Regions from separate parts of the Zea mays genome. Here region 2 is linked to region 1. The links are chromatin contacts, called in public Hi-C maps. All regions are on one chromosome and are shown on one strand. Each heading gives the region's core, a stretch centred on a gene start, on an enhancer-like site or on the middle of the called end of the contact. The rest is flanking DNA. Distances are from core to core; before and after follow the strand shown.

What was found. A called contact is a pair of places that touch in the nucleus more often than the background predicts.
Region 2: a Hi-C map of tassel shows a contact between it and region 1, with 2.6 times the contacts expected there. The contact joins the promoter of LOC100282376 here to the promoter of LOC100277968 in region 1. A contact is called at or near these places in 2 of 25 Hi-C or Micro-C datasets (ear and tassel).

The regions. Positions count from the first base shown.
Region 1 is chr10:70,876,266-70,883,242 of Zm-B73-REFERENCE-NAM-5.0, forward strand. It overlaps LOC100277968, which reads left to right and starts at 4,148. Exons shown (of 2, transcript NM_001165542.2): 1 at 4,148-4,363. The coding sequence starts at 4,276.
Region 2 is chr10:71,249,065-71,256,041 of Zm-B73-REFERENCE-NAM-5.0, forward strand. It overlaps LOC100282376 (apospory-associated protein C), which reads right to left and starts at 3,211. Exons shown (of 9, transcript NM_001155287.1): 1 at 2,895-3,211; 2 at 1,574-1,648; 3 at 623-679; 4 at 386-546; 5 at 152-292. The coding sequence starts at 3,044.

The DNA.
Region 1 (6,977 bases), core at 2,898-5,397:
TTAGTTATGTATGAATTGGTAATAAGCAATGGTGCTTTTCTGAAAAATGCATGTAGACTTGTTCTGATTTTGCCAACGAGGCGATCTCCATGCGACTGAATCTCTACTCAAACACTATCAGTTGAAGGTGTTGGTGAACTTTTAATATGATTAGGTAGTCGTACAAATTGCTTGGCAGCAAGAAGACTGTAAATAGAGGGTGCGCTGATGATAAATGCCCAAACTTGCTACTTTCTGTGGATAACATGCGTGGTCGCGTGGATATAGTTGTTTAACAAAAATAAAGAAACAATCCATGTCGTTTGAAATGGTTCAATGTTCTTTTTAAGTTGCCATGTAGTTTTTGTTCCTATATTCGTGCCAAGATTATATACAAATAAAAATAAAAGCGACATGGACTTGAACTGTAGTCCATGACCCTTCATATAAACTTGAACTGTGCTGACGGCGTCAGTTCGCTTCCTAACATCAATCCAATTTTTTTTTGATTCTTTAGAAATAATTTCTACAATATTATAATGTTTGTTCGACATTGTTTCATTTTAGCCTGTTGTTTCGGCTAGCGAGCGGGTGCGGAAGAAGGAAGGGAGAGGCGCTAGGTTGACCCGGACGGCAGGACCCCGCCGGGGGTTCGCTGCAACGCAGCGACGGCTTCCACAACTTGAGGCCAAGGTAAGCTTTACTGTTCTTTAGCCGAGCCTCATGAGTTCTGGCTCCGAGGTAGGCGGAACATTCTCCTGTGTGCATTGCTTGCTGATCGAACCTGCTACTGCTTGCTTTGGTATAGTTGATTGACCAAATTTAGTGCGCCTTCTGATGTTTATCCGCTCAGAAGATTAGTATAATATTTATTTGCTTCTCTATTACTGGATTTAAATTGTACTGTCCTATATAAGTTTGAATGTATACGCAAAACCCATTTTTAATTTAGCTTATTATTTTGCCTGATGTATCATGTATGTAAGCTTCGAGTTAAAAGAAAAACTGGCGGATATTTAACTAAACTAGATCTATGAGTAATTGTTGAACTGGTGAAAGAGTTAGAAGGCAACTGTATGCCTCTGTGTGCTGGCGTAGGTGATATATTCCACACCAAAAAGTGTAATAGTTGGCTCATACTAAGGCTTGCAACTCTTTCTATCTTTTACGGTTTTCCAAATTGATAGATGGTTTGATTAGTCTTTAACATTATTTTGTCTCTATAGATGGATTGCAGAACAACTATTTTCTTTCAGTCTATAGAAGTACAAAAACCCACACACTCAAAACAACCTAGACTGGGTAACAGATTCACCACAAACAGAGGCTAAAGCACAATGGGCCAAGATCCAAGCAACAACAATTATTCTATTTTTCGGAATAGATGTTTGGAACTATTTCTAGCCAGATTGTTTGTCTAATTTATATAAAGTCGATGATAATATAAGTGTTTTTCACTTTTATATAACCGTTGTGCACTAACATTTTACTGAATGTTTTGTGTATCGTTGCAACACACGGGCATATACCTAGTAAATATATATATATAAAAGAAAATATAAGAAACACGTATGAACACATACATGTGTTTACTTATATCAGTTATATTGTCACTTTACCTAATATACATTCCCATATACATAGGGTATTGTCTAATATATCGAGGATATGTACCTCCATAGCTAGTTATTTACCCATATCGCGAAGCACATGCAATGTATGGACATAATTGAAACAAAAATGAAACCTCAATTCTACACCTGCGCATGAATTGGTAGACAAAATAACATCGATGCATTAAAGTGTATACCAAGTACCTGACTGATGCAGACGCTGAGTCCTAGAGGTATTGCTCCAAGTGCTTCGACCCAAAAAAACGAAAATGAGGAGAACCTAAAACATGTGAAGTACATAAATGTAGTGAACTAAATGTAATTGTAAAATGATGACGCATTACATAAGGACAATGTAGAATTATAACCTATATACAGTTTATCCATTTTTTTCTTACAAAATAATAAAGAAAATTAGGCCAGCGAAATAAAACCTCAACTATACAATTGTGTATTAATTGGTAGACCAAACAACATCGATAGATGACAGTTTAAAGTGTGTATAGAATTATAACCTATAAACAGTATATCTATTTACAAAATAATTAAAAGGAAAATTAGGCTAACGTAATGATAGTGTAGAACTGTAACTTTAGCTAAGAAAATATTTTTAGTATTTCACAACAAATGTCTGCAAGGGCCTCATAGGATTAGGGTTTAGGGTGAGGAGGAGAAGGGAAAGAGCAGCAGCCACCATTGTGTATTTAAAAATTCCCAAACCAAGCCAGAAACTAAAAGCTTAAAAGTCACACTACGTGTTATTCCATATTACACAATACATGGATCCGTCGTGTGCACTAAAAAAATCCCAAACCAAGCTGGAAACTTAAAGCTAAAAATGTCACACTACGTGTTGTTTCATATTTACACAGTATAGGGATGAGCACAGACAAGACAACGCAGCAGAGGATCTTCCCAGTCGATCTCGAGTTGAAGCCAGCGGAGCCCAGATCTAGAAACTGCGCCGGACGAATACCAAAGCAAACAACATCGATTCAAGGAAGGTAACATTTTTTGTGCCTATTTTTCCATGTGAGAAAATGTTTAGCTGACATGAGAAAATAGGGGACCAAATGGATTGATATTGAAATAAAATACCACCACACATACACTAAGTCAGGAGTGCTCCAAAAATACCAAACCAAACCCTCGCTTTTTACTCCGTTCCAATGCCATGACACACACTAGAAGTGCCCAAAAAATCCCAAACCAAATCTTTGTATTTCATGCACTTCGCTTTTCCCTAGGGAAAAAAACTGAACCAAAACCCTTGCGTCGCTAGGACTAGGAGCAGAGCAGGGCACAACAGAGCAGATTAGCCGCTTACCTGGACCGTTGCAGCGATGGCGGCCGGATCCGGAGTCCAAAGCAGCAACCGCTGTCGCCGGAGCCGTGGGTGGGCAGGGATGCTTGGGGAGGGAGGGAGGGAGCGTGAGTCGCATGAGACGCAGGATGAAGAGAGAGAGAGGATGTGAGGAGGAACGAAGTGTCACCTAGAAGCCTCCAGATAAGACACATGGGCGCACGAGAGAGCATGGGAACCAACGATTGAACGACTAAGGCCCTGTTTGTTTCAACTTATAGATTATATAATCTATAATATAATTTAGATTATATAATCTGGATTATTTGCTCTGGATTAAATAAGCTAGGTGCTGCTGTTTGTTAGCTCAGATTATTTGGACTCGGCTTATTATTCATATGCATACAAATATAATAATACCCTTGATTGTTTTAATTGTCTGGTGGGTGAGAACGCTTATGGATAGGTGGATGGCAATTGGAAGTAATTTTAATCAACTTGCCATGGGTAGTGGGTCTTTCATAAAAAATAAGCTGAAATAAGCACCCTTTGATGAGCTTATAGGATTATCATAATCTCAAGTGCTAGATTATATAATCTTATCAGATAAGTTGCTTGTTTGTTTCCTCACTAGCTTATTTACATTGGATTATATAATCTATATAGATTATAATCTCAAACAAACAGGGCCTAAGATAATTCGACTGACGTGGATGGTCTATCATGCCCCGTTTCCTTCCTGCTTTAATAATAAAGAAAAGAAATAAGTGAGCATTGAAGCTGTCCTTACAACACCATTTGTACACACGGTGAAAATTTCAGATGCGTGGGTCAGTAAACATGGCGCCTATCCGTCCATGTAAAAATAAAAAAAAGTAGTAGAGACACAAAGGATCATGACGTCTATGGACTCGGCTCTATGAACCTGAGAACATTTGCCAGCCATCGGATGAAAAGCAGGTTTCGCCCATGAAGATAATTTGGGACGGACAGCATCAGATCGCTCATCAGTGGTGGTGGTGGTGATAGAGAGAGATATTTTGGGAGGAGCGAAGGAAACTAGCTGCGCCCACTCCCCAGCGTGTACGTGTCGGCGCGACGGCGGCAGGCGCCAACCACGTGCACCTGGAAACCCGGCAGGTCGCAAGCGTCGCGAGGGAGGCCACAGGCCCCACAGCCCGCAGGCCGCAGCGGCCGGCCTAAGTGCCTAACCCTGCCCCACACACCCCGCCGACCGCAACGAACGAAACCCACCGGATAAAACCGCCTTGCCTGCGCACTGGTGCCTGCGGAAACTGCGACTCCTCCTCGGTCCTCGCAGACGATTCACCCCGCACCGCGAGCGAGGAGAGGAGCCTGGCCGCGAGGGCGTCGACGCTGATGGCGGCGTGGTGGCGGAGGAAGGTGGTGCCCTGCGCGCGCCGCGCCTGGGCCGCCCTCGCCGCGCGGCTCCGCGCGCGTAAGCCTGGTCAGTTATTACCGTGCCCCCTCCTCTTGCCTAACCCCCCCTGTCGTTTCGTTCTGCTGCGTATGCGTGGTCGTGAAGAGGATCGGGGCGAGATCGTCCTGCTCTGGAATCGCGTGTCTGTTCTGTTTCTGTTTGGGGGTGGGTGGGCTGGTTTTAAACCCTGTTCTTATTCTCTTCATCGAAACAGGGGTTTCATCTCCACCAAACATATACACGCATGGTTCGAGAATTAGAGCGTGCTCGTCTCTAGAATTCCCTTTCAGCGATTCAGTTTTTACAGCTCTGTCGCCGTTAGTAGGACCCATGCTGTTCTCCTTGAAAATCGGCCAATGTCACGCCGTTTGTCCTCCCCTAACCTCGACCGGAGGAGCAAGACGTCGAGCACTCTGCCCGCCCGCCCAACCGGATGTCTTCCTCCGTCGGCTCGGCAGCGCTCCCGATCGCCTCGCTCTCCGCTCCTCAACCCACCGCCGCCGCCGGTCCGGCCGCCGCCCGAGGCCCTCTGCCCCTGGCAATGGACCGACCGCTGGGTCGCGCGCCCCGAGCTCCGTGCGACTGTCGCGTCGTAATAGAGTTTATTACACGTTACTATTACTTAGGAGTATTAAAAACAACCGAAGGGGTTATTGGTGATGGGTACTACAGAGTACAGAGGAGGCCATAAAACAGGGGCCTGCAGGGCACTGGCGCTCTCAATTGCAGGGCAACAGAACAGAGGACGGCACGGCAATCCCCTCCCTGTCCCCGGGATCTTGTTGCTTAGCAGCAGCACGAAATCTGGACGATATCGACTTGAATGGCCGCCGCGCCGCGTGGCCTCACCACGAGGCACGCGGGGCGTACCCTCCCCTGTCCCCACAGGCCCACATACACACGCCGCATGATGCTGCCTTGACATATAAGCCCTGCTACCATTGACCTCTAGCGCCACACACAGGTGGACCATGGCCGCCGCTGCCTTTGCGTTGAATGTCGCCATCGGTCCATGTGCTGGCTTAAATATCTTGTGCCTTTAGATACGTACCACACCATTGGAGCACCGGAACTGTGTAAGCTTGAAAGATTTACCATAATTCTGTCCACAATCCACATCCTGCCCCGAGCGAGATACTATGAGAAATTCTAGATGGACCCATCCTTTGGAAACCAACCAAACTGAGCTCCAGATTAAATCCAGTTGTTCGAACTACTACAACTATAATTTATATAATTTATAGAGATAAAATACCGTAAAAACAATAAAAACTGATTAAAACCAAACGGATAAGCTGACCGTCGTGACCACAGTTCAAAAAGCTACTCCGTACAAATGGGCACCGTACCTCGGCAGTGAAGCTGCGGATGGCCCAAGAGCATGATTACTCATGGGGGAAGTTTCTTAAAATCTACTCACTCCATTCCAAAATATAATTTGTTATATAATTCGTTTTAGATTATAATTATAGTTTGTATGTATGTCTATATTCATTATCATTCATTCGATGGTGGATGGGACAAAAGAGGATTATAAAGAACTACTCTTTCCGTTTGTTTTTATTTGTTGTGGTTTAGTTAAAAATAAAGTAGGGGACGACAACTAAGGTAGTATATTTTAAGACGAAGGAAGTATTACCATACCGACCTTTCTTATTTTATTACGCACATATTCTTGTTGGACGGATGAGATTTTACATCTTTAGGTCATATTTAGATCACAAGAGTTAAAGAAAAAGTGACTAAAGTTTAGTTACTTAGAAGATAAAGATTTAAATAAAAAGCTAAAAGTGACTAAAATGATAACAAAATAACAATTTAGTCATTTTTAGATCTTCTTGTTTAGATCTTTTAGTTCATAAGTGACTAAACTTTAGTCACTTTTTTTAATCCTCGAATCCAAATATGCCCTGATTTAGGAATTAGGATGACATTTTTTTTGTCCCCAACCGTCCATTGGATTGTTTCATTTCTGGTGCTTTTTTCTTCAGCACAACGGAACTAGGAAGTGCCTACCCAGTACCCACAGAGTACACACGCCGCATGATGCCGCCTTGACATATAAGCCCCTGCTACCATTGACCTCTAGCGCCACACACAGGTAGACCATGGCCGCTGCTGCCTTGCGTTGAATGTCGCCTTGGGTCCACGTGCTGGCTTTAAATATCTTGTGCCTTGGATACGAACGCGGAACGCCATAGGAGCACTGGAACTGTGCAAGCTTGGAAGATTTTTTACCATAATGTTGTACAGAATCCATATCCTGTCCCTGATGGACCCATCCTGGGGAAACCAACGACGTGAGCCAAGTGAAAGCTGCGTTACTCATCTGCAGGAAGTTTCTTAAAAGCTATGACTCATACCAACGTTTTTTATGACGCGCATATTCTTGTTGGACCGATGAGATTTTGCATCTTTATTTAGATTATTTTCGACAGCCTCCCTATCCCACCTCTATGACTAGCTCCAACAAGGAGCTCTAAAGGGTCCTGTACTCTAAAATTAGAGGACGATCCCTCTAGGAGCATCATCTAAACGGTCTTCTAAATTTAGAGGACGTTGCTGGATCCTCTATATATAGAATTTCTCTAAACGGTTCTCTATCTATTTGAATACTTTAAACAACCGGTTTAGTAAAACT
Region 2 (6,977 bases), core at 1,961-4,460, 370 kb after region 1:
AAGTCAGACCCACCAGGAGCCTGGCATGTGCACAAAACCATAAACCAAACCCAAATTAACATCTTTTTTAACTTCCACTTCCAATGAAACAGTTCATAAGGAAACCAACTATTCAAAAGAAATTAACGAAAAGGAGAAACATCAAGCAGACCTTATGTCAGAAACAGAGAAGTATGTGTGATATGCAAATGTATAAGAGAAAGGTCTTCCATCTGGGTTGTTGTTCCTGATTCGTGATGTGAGACTCAAATCTCCAGAAGGTCCAAGAGCAACTCTCAAACGAAATTCAAAACTGTTAACAAGACAACAGGCAGACATCACAATCAGATGTGTGCTATATCAGGTTGAGACAAAACCTAGTGATCACACTGTGATGTAAACAAACCTGTGGGGCCAGATCTTTAAATCCTCTTCAGAAGGCTTCAGAATCAGATCAACAAAAGCTTTAATAGCAGGGTTTAATGGTAAAGGAGGTGGATTGTTGTCAATAGTCCAAAACCGGTTCCTAGCGAATCCATGTTGTTCAAGATTTCCATGTGATCCAAACTGCATTGTGCATTTCAGTGAGGGCCATAAGACAGATGGATATAGAGGAAGCATTATGAGATAACGGTTACCATACTTGGGGAAAGCAGATTGGTATACCACCACGAATAGCTTTTGGAGGTTTGAAAATAGCCTGCAGAAGAATTATTTGAGAATTCAAGGATGATATGTAGGCATGAATATATGTTGAACACTGCAGTAATACAGAAAAAAAAAGTGAAAGGGCCTCTGAGTTGGTTTTGTGGTCTAATTAGCACTCCTTAGGTCCTAGGTTCGACTCCCTGTAGGAGCCAATTTTGGGTTATGGTTAAAAAAAATCCACTCGTCTATCTCACGCCAAACCACAGGTCTAAGGGCCGGGCCCGGTTGCGGTCATTCTCACATGGGCTACGGCACCGCCGCACCGTTGTATATGGCTGAAACAGGGGTCAGGGATTTTCTCGACCTGCGTGAGAAGGTCTTCTTAATATAGGGGGTGTTTGGAATCTAGATTCTAGCTCCAGCGCAGAGTTGTAGTTTATAATATAAATTTAAATAGTTTTTAAAAATATTTTTAATTTAAATAATAAATAAAATGACTTATATAAATGTATTGTAAAGGTTCACAGCTCCAGCTCCACGATTTTCTGGAACACCTGATGATCTGCTCCACTAACTCCACTAAATTTTGTGGAGCTAGAGAAGTCCCAAACACCCCTATAATACTATGGGGGCGCTCTTACCCCCGCAGGTTGAGTAATACAGCAAAACTAACACTAATGATAAAGTATAATCAACCTCAACTTGAGGAAAAAGAAGCTAAGCAGATCAAAACTTGACATATAAATCTACTATTCCAGCATTTAAGTGGAACACGACATAACAAGGGCAGCAATACAAAAATCAAGGAGACAACCAGATGGCATGCGTTAAGAAAAGGTTAACTCCAAAACAGATAAATATCTGGATGTGACATATGCACCAACACAACTTTTTATCCACATAACTGATATACTGATATGTCAATTGCAACCAACAGAGCATGTACCTTGCTGCTGAGGAAAAGCAAGTCTTCCCCATTGTCATTCTTCCATGATGTTACTTGACCTCCATAAAGATAAATCTAAAAACAGTACAGAATTTATTATCTAGTTATACTACAACCAAATTGTAAACAAAGCATGATAAGAATAAATACATAGGACATGGTAGTATAACACTAGTCGCATGTTGTACTCAATGGCTATAGTACTCACTATTCTATTATCTCTACTTCTAAAGCATCAGTTTCGATGGTCATCCTGCGTCACACGCGAAGCGTGTAGGTCTATTCTACTCTCCCTGTCAGTGGGCCCTCTATAGATAGGTTGTAAAACCCACCCAAGTCTCCAATAGTGGGTCGTTACGCCGCAAATGGGTCGTTATAAACCATCCAAGCCCAACATGACAAGAAACTGCACGGTGCACGCACCGTAGCGCTCCCACATAGTACCACTCCATTAACTAAAAAAGAACAAGCGACCGAGCGAGCTATAAAAAAGGGATTAGGCTCCTTTTCAACGCATACTTTCTAGACCTTTCGGCTAAGATAAAGTGTAATATTTGTTCTTGTGTCGTTGCAACGCACGGGTATTATACTAGTGACTTTTTAAGATAGACCCAAAAGAATGTAAATACTATCAACAAGTCACAGAACCGTCGTTTCAACTTATCTATAATGCGGATTTTACAGGGTTGAAAAGATTTAACTATGCACACCTCATACATATAAAAAAGCTAAACCAACTAAGAAGAAACCATTTTATTCAGATAGATCATTTTGTTGATATAAATAACAACATATATGAATATTTTCGCCCATAATGTAACTACAACATACGAACAAATTGTAATTGCCCCTACAAGTCTATAAAATCCAGTGTTGCCACTAAAACGTCCTTCAGTTGTACCTTCCTAATACTTAACACTGTATTGCAGCACCCAAACGTTGGATAAATAATCCTAGCGGTTGCTGTGAAACACTAACCACACATCCTCCCAGCGCTATACTGCTTCCTAAAGCATATTTGGAAGGTTCAAACCTTGGCGTGAAAACTAAAAACCCTCGAATTCCATGTCCCCAACACGCGGATCATGCAATGCACTAATAAGGATCCAAACAGGTCCGGGACACTAAAAACCTCATCAATTCCCGCCAAACCCCCCGCGGATCAGCAGAATTCCCACCGGATCTGCGCCAACTGCGCCAAAATAGAAACGAATCGCGGCCCTGCGCCGCACGCGCCCAAGCACACTGCAGTCGTATGCACAACCATACAAACGACGAGAGGTATCGGAGGAAGTGGGTGAGCGAGGCCGAAAACGTGTACCTCGGCACAGCAGTTGCGAGCGCCGCGAAGCACGACCTTCTCGAGGCCGGAGGGGCCCTTGACGAGCTCCGCGAACGGCGACGGCAGCTGCATCAGCGGGGACGGTGAGGCGGCGGCACTAGCTGCGCCGGAGGGGGCAGGGGCGGCCATCACTCGGCTCGCCCAGGCAACGGGGAGCTGGGACCCTAACCCTAGCCTTCCACTTCCGGGTCTCGCCTCTCCTGCTTTTCGGGGGTTTATTTGGCGGAGAATGGGAGCTGAAGCGGAGGAAATAAATGGGAGAGGAAATGGGAAAGGGTCGAGGATATTTATAAGGGACGCGACGGAGAAGAAGGAAGGTGCCGATGCTGTGTTCCGGTTCTTGAATTCGGCAGAATCCGGCGGTATCCGTAGACAAGGTGTTTGGGAACAAAGTTTTACCGAGTAATATTGTGATATTATATACTTTGACGTGTTTCAAAACTTATCTAAAATAATCTAAAATGTCTGTATACTAAATTATAAATTATAATATTATTAGGGATGTTTGAATTTACTAGAACTAAATTAGTCGAGACATCCAAACAGTCTAGATAATATTTCAGCTATTAGCTACTTTTAGCCGGTAATAAGTAGTTAGCTAATTTTAATAGCAATTTATAGTCAACTAACTATTATCTCTAGTGCATTCAAACACTCCCTTAATACTGCATAGTCTAATACTCGTGCGTTGCGACGGTATCCAACTATATTTTATATTATTGATTGGGTGACTAAGCGACACTTGAAAGTTTTAATGGACCATCCACATAAAAATACTCATAATAAATGAATTTAGGGGGTGTTGGATGCACTAGAGCTAATAGTTAGTGACTAAGGTAGTGTTTGGTTGAAGAGTCAAGTAGAACGGAACCGTTCTGTCCTAGTTTTGTTGTTGTTTGGTTACAAAGTAACTAGAATGGAATGACTCCAATTAGGGAATATTCTCCTCAGATCCGGAACCATTCCGCTCCAAAAAATCAATGGAACGGAGCCGCTCCGTTCCAATCTCACTCTCACAGTCACGCTCCGTTCCGTTCACTCTGCAACCAAACAAAAAAACAGAACCGCTCCGTTCCAGATTACCAAACACAGAACAGAGCGGCTCCGTTCCTAGATAAGGGATGGAACGGCTCCGTTCTACTTGGCTCCTCAACCAAACACTACCTAAAATTAGTTGGGACATTCAAACACCTTATCTAATAGTTCAACAATTAACTATTTTTAGTAAATTAGTTAATAGTTAGCTAGCTAATTCCACTAGCAATTTTTTAGTCAACTAACTAGTTAGCTAATTATTAGCTTCATCATGCCCAACTTGACCTTTAACGTATCCACCTACCAAGCACAAAGAGTTATAAGAGCTCAAGAACACATATAGATTTAGAGTGGTTCGGACCACCGGAGCGTAATACCTACTCCACTAAGTTGTATTGTTGAGAGGTTGAGAAAGCCTAGGTCTCGATGGAGATGTCTCCGAGGAAGTTTGAGTGAGGATGTCCCCCACCCCATGTAGCTCATGTGCCCTTCCTTTTATAGCCTAAGGGAGGCACGTACATGGACACTAGGCCCCAATTGGTGGGCCCAGGAAAAATAATAATATGGAGCGGTACATGCAACAATGGGTTGAGATCTATCGATGCGGTGAGCAGCTATCTTCTCTTGGTCACTGTGCCGATTTTTTGCCCAGATTTATCTTCGCCCTGTCTTGTCGACGTGTGGGTGAAGGCTCTGGTGTAGGCTGTGGCGTAGATTGACATGTCGACGTGCGTAAGGGGAGTACATGGACGGTGTCGTACTATCTCCTCCGCTTGTCTCCTTTGCCTATCTCTGTAGCAAGAATAGTAGAAGTCATGATGAGGGCTGCCAATGTGTGGCGCAGAGAGTCAATGGTCTTGCCTCGGTAATGCATTGGTTACTTACACGGACCATGCCATGTGGACTGCACACGTTAACTACTTGTCACACTCGGGTTTCGGGGGTACCAAGACCCGGGCGCGAAATAATCACCAGGTGTGCTAGGACCAAGTCTTACACATATGATGACCCATGGTACAGAAACGAATGTCACAACATTAATATATAACAGAGTTCTGTACAGAGTAAATAAATAATTACATCATATGGAGATAACGATCCAGCAACCCAAAGTTGACTGGGAGACGACGGCCTAGACCTCTCGCGATAACATCGCAACATCCTCCATGTGCCTCATCTTGCGGTACCTGTTCTTGACATGTGGGGTGTGTGTGAGACAGCAAGGGTGAGCTCACATACGTTCATCACTCAACAAGTTGTGGGGAATAATGTGCATGAACTCGCCAAAGGTGGGAGTCCATGTGAAGTGTAAGGCTTACCAAAGAGGATGGTTAAAGCTGAGCATTGCTTTTAAAGTTGATCAAAATTTTATTAGCAGTTACTAAGTATAAGTAAATATCAACCCAAATAAGTAATATATCAAAATTGGTAACAACACCCGCGATGCAATGCTTATGACAAATTAAATTTAGTTCCATAAATTACTCATGTGAGAGTCCAAGCTACTCATGACCGTGAGCACGGCTGATATACTAGTTTTACACTCTGTAGAGGTTGCGCATCTTTACCCACAAGTCTTGTTACCCATCTGCCAAGGGGTCATGAATCCCATACACCTCTACCAAGGAGGTGATGCAGGGTAACACTACGAGGCCTTTACAAAGTTCCACTAGCTTTAGAGGACCCGCTATAGTTTCTAGGAAGCTCTGATGCAGGGATCCCTCGCCTGATCGCCATCTCAGCAAAATCAATCCAAGGACCTCCCTACACTGACCACTCCCCTACTGCCCTTGCCCCTTTCGGGTAATGTAGTCATCCACTAGCTGTCGGCGTTTCGACCCCAGGGGGTCCCTGGACCGACGAGTAAATTATTGCTGCGTGTCCCAGCCCAGATGGGTCGGCGCGAGATGGAACACAAGGGGGAAACCACGGCTCGTGTTATCTTGTGCCCAGGGCGGATGCGCTTGCAGTAGGGGGTTACAAGCGTTCGCGAGGGAGAGGGGGGGAGAGAGAGACTGCCCGTCAGCCCGTCCTCCCGCGCGGCCACCTTCTCGTACGAGGGCCCTGGACCTTCCTTTTATAGATGTAAGGAGAAGGCCCAGGTGTACAATGGGGGTGTAGCAATGTGCTAACGTGTCTAGCAGAGAGGAAGTTCATGCTTGGGCTAAGTTTATATTGGTTATTTTATACTGACGGGTTAACGGGTATGGGTGAAGGCGGAACGTTCTAATACTCGTTTACCCATTGGGTGAAGATTTTTGCCCAATAATAGACCCATGGGTAGAATATTTAGCCCACATACATACCCTAATGGAGTAAATACCCATCGGGTATTGGGTCGCGGGTACCCATTGCCATGTCTAGGTGCCACAAGAAGACAAAGGTTCCAACGGTCGACTAGCTCCAAACCCTAACGGTTAGCTGACGTGGCGGAGCACCAGACAATAAACAGTGGGTGTCCGGTGGCGCACCGGACTGTCCGGTGGCGCACCGGACTGTCCGGTGGCGCACCGGACTGTCCGGTGGCGCACCGGACTGTCCGGTGGCGCACCGGACTGTCCGGTGCGCCCATCGCCAGCAGCCTTCACCAACGGCTATGGAAGTGGTTGGGGCTATAAATACCCCCAAACACCTCATTCATAACCATCCAAGCATTCCAAACATCTCATTTAATACAAGAGCAAAAGACTCCACTCCAAGATACATCAAATAGATTGAATCCTCTCTAAGCCTCCAAATCCACTCAATTCCATTAGGGACTTAAGAGAGGGTGTTTTGTGTTCTTTTCTTGCTCTTGTCGCTTGGATTGACCTTTTTCTTTTCCCATTCTTATTCTCAAGTGCTTTATAAGCGAAGCAAGAGACACCAAGTGTGTGGTGGTCCTTGCGGGGTCTTAGTGACCCGTGAGATTAAGGAAGAAGGCTCACTCAGTCTAAGTGACCGTTTAAGAGAGGGAAAGGGTTGAAATAGACCCGGTCTTTGTGACCTCCTCAACGGGGATTAGGTTCTTTGGAACCGAACCTCGGT